Regions from separate parts of the Sus scrofa genome. Here region 1 is linked to region 2. The links are chromatin contacts, called in public Hi-C maps. All regions are on one chromosome and are shown on one strand. The core of a region is the stretch at or near the end of the contact, and the rest is flanking DNA. Distances in the headings are between cores, read along the strand shown.

Region 1 (2,816 bases), core at 193-2,692, 130 kb before region 2:
ATCACAGTGGGAGAGTTAATATATACTTCAGTGGGAGGAGATATTTTTCAACACATATAATTGACAAAGGCCTTGTTTCCAGGATAAAGTACTTACTCCTACAAATGGATGAAAACAACCCAAAAGAAACATGGGCAAGAGGCCTGAGCATCCACTTCACAGAAGTATCCTGGAGTTCCCGTTGTGGCCTAGCAGTAATGAACCCGACTAGTATCCAAGAAGATTCAGGTTCAATCCCTGGTGTAGGTCAGCATCTGCAGCTCAGATTCCAACCTCAGCCTAGGAACTTCCATATGCCACAGGTGCCGCCTTAAAAAGGAAAAAAAAAAAAAAAAAGATATCTTGATGGCTGATATACAAAAAGGTGTTCTGAATATCACTAATAATCAAGAAAATTAAAACCCATATGATTAGGGCTAAAGTTTCTTTTTTTTTTTTTTTAAACCTCACCGATGCATACAGAAGTTCCTGGCCAGGGTGGGGGCTCAGCGGACTCCTAACCTACTGGGCCACAGCGGGAATTCTCTTTTAAAGGTTAGCAAGGTTATGGAACATCACCTGCAAACTCCCCTATACTGATGGTGAAAATGAAAATTAGAAAATTTAGAAAAGAATTTGGTGTTACTTCCCAAATCCAAACAGCCATCCTTATGACAGAACAATTACACTCCCAGGTATATATATATCCAATAGAAATGTGTGCTCAAGAATGTTAACTATAGCACCTAATAGCCCCAAATTGCAAACAATTCCAAAATCTATTAGCAGAGCAGATCTTTTGCGGTATATTCATACAAAGGACTATTCTGAAGCAATGAAAATGAACTACAAGTGTACAAAAAAACAATATTGAGCAAAAGGCAGACGCAAAAGAATAAGTACTCCGATTCACTTACATTAGATAGACAGACACCGCCAGTACACAGGGTGAGAAGTCAGGAAGGCTATGCCTTTTGGACCGGAAGGCGGGGAGAGTGTGTGAGGCTCTACTGGAAGTTTTCTGGCAAGGTTTTATTTTTCGCCTGAAGCACTATTAGCCAGCAGAATTCTCCTGTGAGAGAAGAGACAAAAGCCGCCAAAAGCCGGAAAGTGTAGGTAAGAGATTCTTCAGGGAACAGCGCCAGGGATCCAACAAGACCTGCAGAGATCACACGCGCGGAGGACTCTCCAGTATGGCGCAACGGACCCGGCGCCTACAATTTCCGGCCTGCGCCGTGGGGCACCGCCCCTCGACGACAAGGGTAAGCAGAACTGGTCCACACTAGGAAGAGGCGGGGCATGATGAGCGGTGTCTTTAAAGCCCAACGAATCATTTAGCCCATGGGAAAAGATGTGCTTTTGGACCAATAGGGAGCCAGGAATAAGGCCCCCGCCCACAAGCCGGCCGAGCCAATCGGCTAGGAGCAGCGAGTGGGCCGGCAGCTGCCCTGCTGCCGTGTGGAGCCGCGCGGCATGGCGGGCGGGGCCCGGGAGGTGCTCACTTTGCAGTTGGGACATTTTGCGGGTTTCGTGGGAGCGCACTGGTGGAATCAGCAGGTGAGGTCTCTGGGAGGCTGTTCAGCTGAGCCTTTCGGGGTTTCTAGCCCATCCTTCTGGCCTGTTCCTCTCGCCATCCCTGAGTCCAGTCTTTCCTCTGTGTCTCCGCAGGATGCTGCGCTGTGCAGGCCGACCGATGCTAAGGAGCCGCCAGGAGAGCTGTGTCCTGATGTCCTGTACCGTACCGGCCGGACGTTACACGGCCAAGAGACCTACACGCCGAGACTCATCCTCATGGATCTGAAGGGTGAGGCTGTGGCCGAGGTCGGGCAGTTCCCAATGTTTCCCTTCACGTGCGGAGTCTCCACCCTTCGTTGACTTCAAGATCCTCGACCCCGACTCTACTAGACTCAAGGACCAGAGATAAGGAGCCATAGGGAGAGATAACCACAGTATGCCAACACCGAGGGGGCGAAAGAACGCAAAACCCTTTTCTGTTCAAGAGCCATCTCTGGGATGGGCTACTATGCCTCTGGACATAGCGGCACTCCCGCAGGATCGCTGGATGTGGTCTTTGCCCAGGTCCCACCGCTAACAACTAAGCTGGGAAGAGAAGGACGGAATCTAGGTTCTCCAAGGCAAAAAAAAAAAAAAAAAAAAAATTTCAACACATGTATATTCAAGAAAGCTTGAAAGAGCCAAGTGCTGGAGTGATGGTGACAGCAGGTTGTCAGGTGACCAGACTAGCTGAAGGATGGGAGGGACTCGGCTTTACCTAACATTGCCTGTTATTTTTGTGCAGGTAGTCTGAGCTCCCTAAAACAAGAAGGTGGACTCTACAGAGACAAACAGCTAGATGCTGCAATAGCATGGTATTTGTGACATTTGTGATATTCTGAGAGGACCTGGAGAACTCAGGGACACTGTCACTTTGACCAATCTTCAATTTCTTTCAGGCAGGGAAAGCTCACCACACACAAAGAGGAACTCTATCCCAAGAACCCTTATCTCCAGGACCTGCTGGGTGCAGAGGTAAGGACCTCTGTCCTCAACGTTTAAACCCAGTGCTACAACCACAGTGCCTCCACTGGGACAGGAAAAAAAAAAAAAAAAAAAAGAATTTTAGTCATCTTAAAATGCCCTAAAATGGTATTTTGGGAAAAAGCCCTTTTTTCTCCTAAAGGACTATGACTATGTGAACAGAAAGGAGGCTTATGTTGTGACCAGCAAAGTGACGGGGGATAAGTCAACTTCTGCCTGAAACTAAATGTAGATTTTCTCATCCCTCCCAGGGAGTGCTGAGTAGTGATGGTATCTGGAGGGTCAAGCCCATTCCCAAT
Region 2 (2,700 bases), core at 144-2,643:
ACAAGTCCAGGCTCTGCATGTCTGGGTTGTAAGAGTTCAGCAGGCTGGCTCTACTTGTTTTTCTGCTTCCTTTTGTGGAAGTTCAGACCAGCTGACTCATAGTTACAGAGTTAGTCTCAAATCAGACCCTTAAAGAAATGATAGCAAAAGCCTTCTGTTAAGTGGCCTTTAAACTTTTCCTTTAATCTGACGATACAGTAGAGCAACCATAAAAATAAAACAAAGTGTCCCAGTAATATTTAATAAAAAACAGACTAAGATGGCTTATGTACATATAAAGTTAAGCTAAGAAAAAAAAGTCATTTGCTTATCAACTGCCATGTTATTCTTGTTAAGTAAATCTAAACCAGACACCCAAAAGGCTCAAAATATAAATGGTCTAAAACTGTTTCAAAAACTGACACCAAGGCCTTTTTATGGGGTTTAGTGGAAAAACCTAAGTGACAGTCTGACTTACCAATGGTGGGGTCATGATCTTCTGGAAATCGGTGGCTGATGAACTGCATGGTCATGGCTTTAAAACAAGAAGCGAAAGTTAAAATAAATACAAAGATGACCAACAGAAAGAACTGCAAGTATCAATATTGCAGGACAGTCTCCTACTTGGTTTTCGGGGAGGGCATCTGTTGTGAGCATTTTTCATTCTTACTTCTTTAAAATGGAAAATGTCACCTACCGCTTTTCCCTACACCGCCAGCACCTAGCATCACTAGTTTGTATTCCCGTGACAGCCCTGCAGGGCTGTTACAGCTACCAACTGGGCGAGTTCCAGAATCCATTGTCCTCTTGGAGAATCCTGGGCTGCCCGGAGGAAAAGGCACCTGGAAAGAAAGAAAATATTTAATCCAGGATGGAGACCCCGTGACGACAGTCCTAGAGCCAGTGCCCTACCCCTGCTCCCTTTCTGGCGACCCTCAGGCAACACGTAGCCTCACCTTCCCTCCAGGGCAGCTCAGACCCATGACATATCATAGATTTTCTGAATTACTACTTTTTTTCAAAAAAGAATAAAAAGAGACAAAGAAATTTGGCATTTCTTTGCAGACTGGGACGCCGGCACAGCAGGAGGGAGCCCAGTGAGAAAGTGCAGTTTGGGACTTAGGCCTCAGGGTTTCCTCTCAAGCCCGCGGTACCCGGAGGTTCAGCCCCCTCTCCATTCCCCTCGGAGGCTGCTCTCCTCCCCCGGCAGCACCTCGCGCCGCCATCAAGCCCCCCACCCTTCCGCCTCACAAGCCAACCCCTCCGCTGCTCGTACCCGTCGGAAGGTTAAGGCCACTGCCGGGTCTGATCACCCACTTCGTCCTCGGTCCTCCTCATTCGCGGCGAGGATCTGGCACTGACCTGTGACCCCTCCCGCAGCTGGGGAAGATGGCGCCAGCAGCGCCCGCGTCTCAGCAGGAGGGGCGGGGCCGCCCTCGTGACGCAGGGGACTGGCCCCGCCTCCTCCGGGGAGGACCATCTCCTGCCAGGTCCTCAAACCCCGCTCATCGCTGAAGGCCCTGGGGGAGTGCCACACTCAGCGCCCCCCTCTGCCACAAAACTATTTACACCAAAGTCAAGCAAGGAGGATGTGATAAGGGGCACACTGGAGACTTCTACAATAACAACTTGCCCAGGACCATTTATGAGAAAAACAAATTTGGCCAAATGTAATGAGGAAATGGGCACCTGCCAACCCCCCCCCCAAACAGGACCAAGGTGTTATTGCTTAGTAACAAAAAAAAGCACCTGGCTTTGACTTTACAGCAATAAATTAAGACACTATCAATTCTGTTCACCTGTATTTAGGTGGGTAACACATAGAAGTACTAGAAGGAACTTTATATGGGCAAAATTTTCTGTTGCAACTTCTGCCCATCCTTCTTCCTTTCTAAGCATGTTTTTCCAAGAATACTTATATTTCCTGGAGTTCCCGTGGTGGCTCAGTGGGAATGAACCCAACTAGCACCCATAAGGACACAGGTTCGATCCTTGACTTTGCTCAGTGGGTTAAGGATCCAGAGTTGCCGCGAACTGTGGCTCAGATTCGGCACTGCTGTGGCTGTGGTGTAGGCCGGCAACTACAGCTCCGATTCACCCCCTAGCCTGGAAACTTCCATATGCAATGGGTGCAGCCCTAAAAAGCCAAAAAAAGAAAAAGAATACTTTCACTCAGTCCTTTTAACCACATTCAATAAAGGAGGGCAAGAAAATGAAAAGGAAAAACATCCACCATAACAATCCTTTACATTTCACTTGGACTTTGCAGGGTTTACTTTGAAAAGTCATAAAACACTTGGAACTAAAAGAAAAAAATTAAAAAAACAAAAAACAACAACTTGGAACTAAATGCAAACTCTTGGGTCCAGGTATGTATTTTTCTGATGGGGGTTATAGTATGCTGTGAGCAAAAAAGTTTATGAATTTTAGTGCATGGATACGTTGTGGAAGAAAGAACAGAGAAACCACAAGCAGAATATTTATACATTTATTTATAATGAAATTATGTTCTAAATATTTACAACATATAGGAAACCAGAGGATACATTTATACAAAGCCAGCCTGCAAAGTATTCAAATGTGCAAAAATGATAGTTCAATATCTCAAACTACTCCTGGTTCAGCAGACTAGCTCCTTCACTTTCACACATCAATATTTGATACAAAAAAAGTTCTTTTGGCAAAACCTGTAATGCCAAGAAAAAGGACAAGTCGCAATCT

What was found. Hi-C and Micro-C count contacts between places; a contact is called where the count stands out from the background.
Region 1: a contact with region 2 is called in a Hi-C map of embryonic fibroblasts, with 2.0 times the contacts expected there. The contact joins the promoter of MSTO1 here to the promoter of RIT1 in region 2. A contact is called at or near these places in 1 of 5 promoter capture datasets (fetal liver), 3 of 47 Hi-C or Micro-C datasets (brain and embryonic fibroblasts) and 1 of 2 datasets of contacts at active chromatin or transcription factors (alveolar macrophages).

Annotation. Positions count from the first base shown.
Region 1 is chr4:94,251,192-94,254,007 of Sscrofa11.1, reverse strand. It overlaps MSTO1 (misato 1, mitochondrial distribution and morphology regulator), which reads left to right and starts at 1,442. Exons shown (of 14, transcript NM_001244634.1): 1 at 1,442-1,536; 2 at 1,648-1,783; 3 at 2,279-2,348; 4 at 2,433-2,508; 5 at 2,769-2,816. The coding sequence starts at 1,453. It overlaps LOC100525517 (a long non-coding RNA gene), which reads right to left and starts at 1,302. Exons shown (of 4, transcript XR_303111.3): 1 at 897-1,302.
Region 2 is chr4:94,116,414-94,119,113 of Sscrofa11.1, reverse strand. RIT1 (Ras like without CAAX 1) reads right to left here and starts at 1,393. Exons shown (of 6, transcript NM_001077230.2): 1 at 1,256-1,393; 2 at 677-821; 3 at 458-514. The coding sequence starts at 779. KIAA0907 (UPF0469 protein KIAA0907 homolog) reads right to left here. Exons shown (of 15, transcript XM_001928648.6): 15 at 2,452-2,700.